Linked DNA regions of Sus scrofa: region 1 is linked to region 2. The links are chromatin contacts, called in public Hi-C maps. All regions are on one chromosome and are shown on one strand. The core of a region is the stretch at or near the end of the contact, and the rest is flanking DNA. Distances in the headings are between cores, read along the strand shown. Region 1 has its middle 97 kb from the start of MREG. Region 2 has its middle 270 kb from the start of MREG.

Region 1 (4,701 bases), core at 132-2,631, 170 kb before region 2:
AATTCAGGTTTTACTTGCATTATGTTCGCTTTCATACTGTATGGGGATTCAAGAGTCGTCAGTATACTGGATGTGTAAAGATATAACTTCATGGAAGTTCCCATTGTGGCTCAGTGGTAATGAGCCCGACTAGTATCCATGAGGACGTGGGTTCGATCCCTGGCCTCGCTCAGTGGGTTAAGGATCCAGCATTGCCGTGAGCTGTGGTATAGGTTGCAGATGTGGCTCAAATCCTGAGGTGCTGTGGCTGTGGTGTAGGCCTCCAGCTGCAATCTGCAGTTTCAATTCAACCCCTAGCCTGGGAACTTATATATAACGTGGATGCAGCCCTAAAAAAAAAAAAAAAAAAAAAAAAAAAAAAAAAAAAAAGAAAGAAAGAAAGAAAGAAAGAAAAAGATATAAATTCACATGATGTCCTTGGAAGTATTTCTCCTCCCATAGGTGAGTCTTGATAGCATGTGAGCGAGACTGAGGAGGGCAATGCCAAAAACGCTTTCCTTGGTCAATGCCAGAGGCTGAAGTTGAGAAGAGTGGATTGTTCAAAGTGTCTTCACATTCTAAGATTTCTTGACACTTAAAGTGTGAGTTACAGTTTCTGAGAACTATGCGTTTGGATTTACCACACCTACAGGAAAGTTGGAAAGAAAGACTAGTGAAAGAAACACAGCAACACAGCAAAGGGCCTCAATTCCTCGGTGGTCCCTCTCTCACAGGCTACCTGGCAATGGCCAAGTCCTCAGCTGTCTTTGGTTCTCAAGTCCACTGCTGCTTGTAATAGATTAAGGGCCGAAATGTTCCCCTGTGGGGTGGAAATATCAATTTTAGCTTGAGCTGATAAAACTTTAAGGCTGGAATATCCCTGGATGGCTGTTCCAGATGAGCCAAGGTATCAATCCACTGCTCTTATTCTTATTATTAAAAATTTATTTGCACTTGACAACAGTGACAGCTGTAAATTGCCTCTCCAAAAACAGTTCTTATGAGGACCAGAACTGCCCCAGGTCCCAGAATGTCTGCTAATGGCTGTCTTCCGGTGCTTCGAAGATGGCTCAGGGGACCCTAGTCTCCAGAATGTCCCCTTCTTTCCCGGGGTGTGAGGTTGATTGCTGAGAAGATGTCAGACTAGGGGGACTCCTAAGGGAAGAGAGCAGAGTTATGCGGAGCTAGAAGTGGAAGGTCCAGACTTGCCTTGGTGCCATGCCCTTGCAGTCGAGTGTTGGCAATAGAGAGCTTCAGGGGCTAGCTGAAAGGATGGAGTGATACTGACTTCGGCATTACTGGCCTTAAGATGCCTCCTTCCGCCTGCTACAGAAACAGACTGGACTGTGGCTAGTGACTGTTATTGCTGACATTCTGAGACCCAGAACCTGTAGGATGGAAACACATTTCCTGGAGCAGTGAGATTTTTCCCTAGCAGCTTCTTTCAACAATCGCTAATGACCATGGGATGACCTAAGAGACAGGAATGTGAACTAATGAGACTGGCTCTTGTGTCTGGTTTGAGTAATTTGTGCCTTCTTTACAGCAACACCTCATTTAAAACTTCTGAACATAGCGAAACTCAAAGCCAGTGGGAGGTAACAGAAAATTCTCTTTCATCTTAGATCCAGGGCTGATACATCTCCATTCAGAGTTGGCCCACGCATGCCTCTCAAATCTTACAGCAACTCCTCACACTTAACTGGGAAAAATGTTTAAATCACAGCCATTCTTAGCACTCAGTTGGGGAAAAATGCTGTCCAAGTTAACCCAAACTTAAATTTTTTTTTTGTTTAAAAAAACAAAAAAATTTAATGCTTGCACAATAAAAAAAAATTTTTAAGTCAGCACATAAAAATGTAGAGGGAAAGAAAATTTCCTTCCTGCCCCAGGTCTCCAGTCACTTATTCCTCTCCCTAAAGACAGGTGCTGAGAGAATGTTCTGGGATAAGCTGCCAGAGACAGTCTTTTCAAGTCCAAATGTGTATGTGTGTGTCTATGAGCCTATAGTGTTTTCAAATTCAAGTTTGTGTGTGTATGTGTCCTACCTTCACAGATATTAGCACGTTAAACACATTGTTCTGCATTTTGCTTTTTTGCATGTCTTATCTTGGCAATCATGTCATAGATAATAAGCTGCTTCATTTTTTAAAATGACTCAATGAATATCACAATATACCTATCTTTGGGCAAGATATGAGTAAACATGTGGAATTGGTTCTAAAAGCGTAGAATTGCTGGGTCAAAGGGTATATGCCCTTTTTTTTTTCTCTTTTTAGGGCCACACCCGCATCACATGGAGGTTCCCAAGCTAGGGGTCGAATCAGAGCTGCAGCTGTTGGCCTACACCACAGCCACAGCAACATGGAATCTGAGCCACGTCTTTGATCTACATCACAGCTCACGGCAATGCTGGTTCCCTAACCCACTGAGCAGGGCCAGGGATCAAACCCAAATCCTCATGGATACTAGTCAGATTCATTTCTGCTGTACCACAATGGGAACTCCTCTGTGCATTTTTAATTTTGATATATATTAATAAATCTTTTTACAAAATATGTCATCAATTTACACTCGTACTCGCAATGCATCAGAGTGTATTTCCCCTTATCTTCCTGCTAACACAGTTAACTCAAGTTTTTGACAGAGCTAACAGTTTCTTCCTTTTATCACTCTTTTGTCTATGGGAAGTGGGCATTCTTTGTAATACAGGCCAACTTTCAAAAATTTTTTTCCTAAATAATATCACTCTTCTTACTTCTGTTCTGAAGTCATGGAAGCTTCAGTATTGAGAACAAGTGCAGCTGATTTCATTTGATAGAGATGGTTTGAATTCTATTTCTTATTTTATTCTTTTTGTTTGTTTTCACTTTTTTATTGTTATTTCCCCAGTACAATTTTTTTTTCTACTGTACAGCATGGTGACCCAGTTACACATACATGTACACATTCTATTTTCTCACATTATCATGCTCCATCGTAAGTGACTAGACATAGTTCCCAGTGCTACGCAGCAGGATCTCATTGCTAATCCATTCCAAAGGCGATAGTTTGCATCCTTATTTGATTCTAATTTGATTGCAAGCATGTCCTCAGGCCCACTACTGGAAACAAGAGGACATAGTTCTTACTTCCAAGTAGCTTGAATTGTTTTATGACTAAAAGAAAACAAAAGACCTGGAAAAGTATTTAGTATGTTGCTTTAACTAATTTGTGGATAAGAACACATATCTGGATATATATCTCCCCTTGGCATACAGATTGGCGTATGCTTGTTTGCCTGAGACCTGAATGTAATCAGAACATGTAAAAACAAAGGAAAAGACCAGCAGTGCCATGCAGTTGTCTTTTTGGTGGGCAATTTCAAGGGAGCGAGCTGCAGAAAGGAACTGAGCAATGGGAAGAGTGTGGTTGGCTTTTCAGGAACCTGGCCATGATGAGAAAGGTAAAGCAGGGAGGCGAGGGTGGGGAGTAGGGAAGAAAACAGGAGATGCAAGAAAACAGGTCCAGAGAGGCTGGACTTTCAAGCATGGATGGAAAGGAGAGAGGACACTTCCTGCAAAGAGGGTAAATCTTTGAGTCTGTTTCTGTTTTGTTCAGTTCTTTGTATCATTTTTTTGTTAGATTCTGAATCATTTCTTTAAGAAGCTCTGGCCTTCAAAATACGATCTGAATTGTTTCTGGTGAGTTGCTTTCTGTCCACGTTGGGAGGCTCTGGTTTAGCCAGCGGAGGCACAGGGGCAAGCCAGGTGGGATTTAGGAAATGTTTTCTCTGCGTTTGTCTTGCCTCTCCTTCCTCAATAATTAGTTATCAGGTGAAATTCTCTCTTATACTGAGATGTGGTCCCCATAGTGAAAATGGACATAGGGCTCAAAAGAAATCCTTTGATACCAAAGGTGTTGTTGGAATCAGGTAGGAGATCTGCCCCAAAGGCATCTGTGATATCAAGGTTTCACTGATTCATCACAGGTAACTGTTCCTGCCAGGATATCAAAATACTCCAGGAGCATCCCCTTCCTTATTCTCATTTTGTTGGGATAATGAGGAGGAGCAGAGAGGTACAGTGATCCGACCCCTGTCCACTGTCACAGGCTTGGTCTAGACAACACGTTCCTCCCGGGATGAGGATGCAAGGAATTTTTAAGTTGTGGGAGTTCCCAAAAAAGGAAAAATGAAAGTTCCCCCTTTGGGTTTATACTCATATCCGTCTTTCCAGATGGTCACGGCTCCAACCTGGCTGAAAATGTGAGAAGGCAGCCTTTGGCCCTGTCTGCTACCTTCAAAAAAAAAAAATGTCATGGCTGTTGATTGAAGGTAATGACGCCCAGCTGCAGTGCTTCCCTCACCACCAGCTCTTGTGGGAAAATAAGGCTATAAACCAGATCCCTCTTGAGGCCATGAGGGAAGAAAATGTCTGGGTCCTCGCCTGACACCTGGACCTCACCGTGGTGCAAAGTGAAACTCATCAACTCAGGTGGCCAAGAAAAGCAGATGTTTAGCACGGTGAAGTGTAAAGTGTGCGGGGGAAATAGCTTTATGGGCCTTTGGCTGAGATGCTCACATTTGAATGTTATATACAGGAAGTCATCAGGTAGTGGAATAATATAAACAGACCTTACTGCATGAAGTAATTTATTTTGGATGGTTGGCTGCAGCAACAACCTCTATAGCACAAAGGAACATAGGGATCTACTTTTTCTTTGAAAGGTTTTCCAACCAGC
Region 2 (5,229 bases), core at 202-2,701:
ACCTATTTTGGATTTGAAAAAGCTGACTCTAAACCAACAAGCATTGTGTTTTCTGATTGAGAATTTAGGATACCTACAGGAGATGTTACTTATACCAGGAATAGTCCCCTTGAAAAGCAATCATCATTGATCTTTACTAGCTGTCTTCTACCTTATTGTCTAATTTACTGAACAGATCTCAGGTTTTAAAATGTTAACCCCTTTTCTTTAGTAAAAACATTGTAGCTGGAGGATATCTGCTACCATATCTTAATAATGGAATTAGCCTACCATTCCTTTGTTTATGTGTATAGGCAAGAACTATAAGGGAAAATATCTCTCATAGTCCTATAACAATTTCATCCATTGTAACCAGGGCTGGAAATAAAGCAACAGAAATATATCTTCCATGCAAACTTTGTTCAGTGTCTCTTCCTTGGTAGATGGTCCTCTTGGAATCTGGTCACTTCCTGGAACCCAGGGATATTAGAGACTTGGGTTAGTCATTATTTTTCCAAAGAAAATTGTATGAGTTTTCCTAAGTTTCATTCTCTCTTTTAATTCTTAAGAATAACGTATCTGGAACAGGAGGAAGACAGAGTTCTTGCCCCTTCCATGCCTTACCCTCCAGTGTGGGCTGGATGCTGCACCTGCAGATCAGCAGGGATGATTCTCTATCCTGCTTCATTGGAGCTTGGCGCTCAAGGGCAGGTGAGGGCAAGACCACAGTTTCCAGAGATAATACATTCAGGATCTGGGTGGTAGAAGGAGAGAGAGAAGTTTCTTACCTACTCACGGTGATCTTCAAAAACAATTATCAGGTAACATTTGAGTGTGGCACTGTGTTAACATGTGTACCAACAGCAGGAAAGATCTTTCCAGTAGATGAGTGTTTTCACCTTGTTAACACTGGTATCCACATGGTGGAAAACTCATATTCATACCAGGGCATAAATGGAAACATTTCCCCTTTCACCAGCTTTGTGGGTGGAATAAAAAGTAGTGGCCAACTTTATTGGCTTTTCTGGTCTTCCATCTGAGGGGCTTGAAAGCTTTCAGAAATAGGGATCCTGTGACATTGGATCACCATATGTGGAGGCAAGAAGAGCAGAGGTGGTAGCATCTGTGGGTCTGGTACCAGAGTTAATAAAAATCTTCCCAGCTGCTCTTTCAGAGAAATCACCCCAAACCTCCCTCAGTGGTTCTATTTCAATCTCCTAACTGTGACTCTGGGTGGATGAATACAAATGGATTCTTTAGACATTTTTCACTGATCTTGTCTGGTATGATTGCTCTTTCCTCAAGGGTATGAACACAGCTTTTGTTCTCCTTCTTATACTCACTCTTCTGTTGCTCCTACTCCTCCCATAGGACAGAGAAGATTCCTCAGCAGGTGAAAGCATTGCACACTGTTGGGTTTTTAACAGGAGAAAGCCCCCTGTCAGAGATTAAACCCTGCTTTGAGTGTAGGTGGTTTTAAGTCTGAAGAGAAATGGCAGTCTGGCATTTCAGCACTCTCAGTAGGATTCCCACAGGGCCAAATACATCATACAACAAGTCTAGAAGACACTGGATTGGCTCGAAATATGACCCGAGCTTCTGGGCAGATGATCTGAGCAGATGATTCTGTTCTACCACAGCAGATGAGGCCAAGTTTGTTCTGAAGAAGCCAGTCAAGATGAAGGTAGGCTCTGGAGGAGAAAGGCTGGAGGAACCAGGTTGGAAGTCATTAGGGGAAAAAGCCCAGTCCCCAGCCAGTCCTCACCCAGAAGTGAGATGGAACAAAGCATGGATTCTCTTCCCTCAATAACCTAGCCCAACACAAAATAACTGGTCAATGAGGAATCTTGTGCCCACCTGGCACACACCATAAACGTGGCATTCCCATGATCCCTACAGGGAATGTGCTGTGATGTGCATAAGTCAATTCCAGTCTTTCCTCAGGTATTGCCTGAGAGTGTGTAAACTATGTGTACTTGGAGAATAGGGCACCTCGGGACGGGAAGGATCTGCTAAAATTGTTGCCTTAAGGATGAGGCACTGTTGCAAAAGGACTGTTGTGAAAACCAACGCCCTGTGATTGACTGATTGGGGCTCGGACTCAGACACTAGAACCTGGGCACCCGACCACTTTTTAACTTATCCTCCAGCTTTGAACAGCCATTTCCTGTGACCGTGCAATCAGGAAAAAATAAAAAGCAATTCTCTTGGTTGGCACTTGGGAAAAGTCTGCCCTTCAGAACTTGACTCTGCTCTTCTCTTTGATATTTGCCTGATCTTTACACGTGAGTCACTTTTACTCCATTCTTCTGAACTCCTGATGTCTTTGGTTCTCCCTGGAGTTAAGAACACTATCAACTCCTCCCAAGCTGCTCATTCTACTGTCATAACTGATAATATATTAAGTTCAAAGGAAAATCTTAGGCAACCATTTGGTTGCCTCATTTGCAACTGCATTTTGATCAGTATACCAAGTATCATTTTGGAAAGCCATAGAAAGTCCATCAGTTTCAAAGCATGGGGGGCAAAAATGCTTTGCATCATATTTCTAGGGCTTCTTTTAAATTTCATATGAAACAGTCTTTACTGGCTGGCCAGCCAAGAACTCCAGCTGATATCAGCTGCTGTCATTTGGTGTGTACAAAAACAAACAAAAAGATTTTTCCAAAGAATTTGTTATCAGTAACACTATTGCAGCTTGGCATAACCCACTTGACAATATCAAAAGAGATGGTATCATAGAATGTAACAGGAAGCAGAATGCAGTTTTGTTTCATGATCTGGCCAGAAAAAACAAATTACATTGAGTGACCTGAGGCAAACTGACTTCATGAGACCCCTGGTCCTTATACACATTAGAGTTTTGTCCCAGTGAAGGGATTATAAAAGGAAAGTTAGCAGGGCTTTCAGAAAAGAGACCCTATCCTTTTCAATTACATCTGATTTATGAACTGTTTAAACTATTTCCCAAAGTCTGCCTTCTCAGGCTCTAGCCTGTCTGATAAACACTGCACAAAAATTCTGCTGGTTTGCAAAATCTGACTCTTTCCACTGTCTGAAGTCCCCTTTTGGAGCCTGGGAGGAAGGAACGTTGAGCTCCAAAGAGCTGCCAGTGACAAATGTCTACTGCATTTCCTGATGTCAGGGGACAAAAGAGAGACTTGAAAGAGAAAACACACATGCCGTGGAATCCTCTTTCCTTCAACTCCCTCGGAGCTAAATGCTGACCTATCGGTTTTTTAGGCACCCCCACCCCCTCAGCCGTTCTCCCACTCATGCTGTGGTCTATTCTCCAGAAATAGATCCTTTTGGGTTTCTAACTAGATGGAATTATAGAAAACAAACTGTGTAAATTCCCAGGCCCACAATTTTCTCATAGCCAGGAAGGGAGTAGGTGACTGGGTTTGGATTACCATCCCCCTCTGGCCACCCCCCCAACCTTCTTTTCAAAAGCAAATTCTTTTAAAAGTATAGAGAGAACATAACTCAGCAGTCATCTGGCAATAAGGGAGCGTGATTCTCTTTCAAAATAATAATGACGCCAAACTTTGTAGAAAGAGGAAACTGCTCTCATTGTTCCAAAGACCCTGCTTGATGTAGATAAATATCTCTCAAGGCGTAAATATAAAGACTTTTCTTTAAGAACAGGTCCATCTGCCTGCCTGTCTAGACTTATAGGAAGGCATCGTAAAACTATTATTTGCAATGGGCCAAATGCTTTTCCAATGCAACCCTATCTGCCCCAAGACTGAAACAAAATCCATTTTAGAATGGATTTGGCAACCCTGGGCTGGTGCTTTTCCCATTCATCTGATGTAGACCTTGATTCACATCATATTAACAAGGGATTTAAAGGGTGTTTGGGGTGTTTTGTTCTATAACAAGGGCAAAGGCTTCTACCTGAGTCAGCCAAACAGGATTTCTCAGGCTCTGCAGAGAAATTTGGCTGCAAGTTGGTGTCTGGTAGGAAGGGCACCTTGGACCTAACATCTTGGTCTTCGAGGGCATTTTTTGTAGGGTCCTGTGGTCCCCTGTGCAGGGCTCTATCAGTATCATTTGCAGCTTTAGAGTGTTGGCTCAAAAGAGACATAGCTTGGTATTCCACAGAGAGCATGAGAGCATCTGGGAATTATGAGGGTGTTTATGAGAACATGCCTAGTAGACACATGAGATCAGCCTTCTTCCCAGTCCTTACTACCACCGAGGAGTGAGGATGGGCTGACGGAGGTGAGGTGGTGCGACACAAGAGTGGGAAGAGTCAACTTGGCCACAGTTAAACCGTATTTGCCATTGATGTGTGAGATTATTCCAGTGTTTGGTATCCAAGGGCACTTAGCCTGGGCCAAGCTGGCCTTCCCGTTTATAAGAGGAAAACGCTTTGGAAACTTAAGAAAGACAAAGTTTTTCTGGGGCATCAAGCAAATGTTAAGCAACATATTGATGAACTTCTAAAATATAGGAATTGAAATTAATTTTGTTTGAATGATCCAGGAACTTTAAATATCAGGGAGCAAACTCTTGGACATTTTGGCATTTGTTTTACTATGATATCTTTCCAGTTCAGAACAGAATAGATTCTTACGTTTTCCAGGATTAATGATGAGAATATTGAATTTTAATATTGTCTGAGAAAGGTAGAAGATAAACCACTTGTTTTGGCTGTCCAAGGTAGTACATCTTAGGTAAGAAGAAACAGGCTCACTGCTGGGAGCCCTGAGTTAAAATATGGCCTCTGTCAATAATTTAGAGTCGTGACATTGAACTCTGCTGCCTGTCAGAGCCTCAGTCTTTTTTTTCTTTTCTGTAAGGAGGGACTAATGGGGCTGGACACTGGCTGCCCTCACCAAGGTCTTACGGAAGTGATGACACTATGGGCATGGAGTGGGCTTTAATAAGAATGCTGGGGAGTTCCTGCTGTGGTACAATGGGATCCATGGCATTCTGCGGCACTAGGATGCACGTTTGATTCCCTGCCCTGGCACAGTGTGTTAAAGCATCCAGTGTTGCCACAGATTCTGTGGCTCTACTCTGATCCCTGGCAGGAATTCTGTACACTGAGGGGTGGCCCAAAGAGAAATACTGGGATTGTCTCACTCTCTGAATATCATGTGTGAAGTGTGAGCAGAAGGAGTAGTGGAGTCTGAGCGTGCGAGCGTGCACTGTAAAACTGACAGTGATCAAGGATGGGGGACCTGTTGCAGGTCTCATTTCTTTCTCTTCAGCAGACGCCTCCTGTTGCCAGACCTGGGA

Evidence for each region. Hi-C and Micro-C count contacts between places; a contact is called where the count stands out from the background.
Region 1: a Hi-C map of omental adipose tissue shows a contact between it and region 2, with 1.9 times the contacts expected there. The contact joins two enhancer-like sites. A contact is called at or near these places in 5 of 47 Hi-C or Micro-C datasets (alveolar macrophages, embryonic fibroblasts, epiblast stem cells and 1 more).

What each region holds. Positions count from the first base shown.
Region 1 is chr15:118,174,826-118,179,526 of Sscrofa11.1, reverse strand. No RefSeq gene overlaps it. Among named protein-coding and RNA genes, the nearest start is that of MREG, 97 kb to the left of the region's middle. Within about 2 kb of position 1,381, at least 3 of the 83 cell types and tissues checked have an H3K27ac peak or open chromatin away from gene starts, as enhancers often do. A contact at or near this core is called in omental adipose tissue, where this site is marked.
Region 2 is chr15:118,003,138-118,008,366 of Sscrofa11.1, reverse strand. No RefSeq gene overlaps it. Among named protein-coding and RNA genes, the nearest start is that of MREG, 270 kb to the left of the region's middle. Within about 2 kb of position 1,451, at least 12 of the 83 cell types and tissues checked have an H3K27ac peak or open chromatin away from gene starts, as enhancers often do. A contact at or near this core is called in omental adipose tissue, where this site is marked.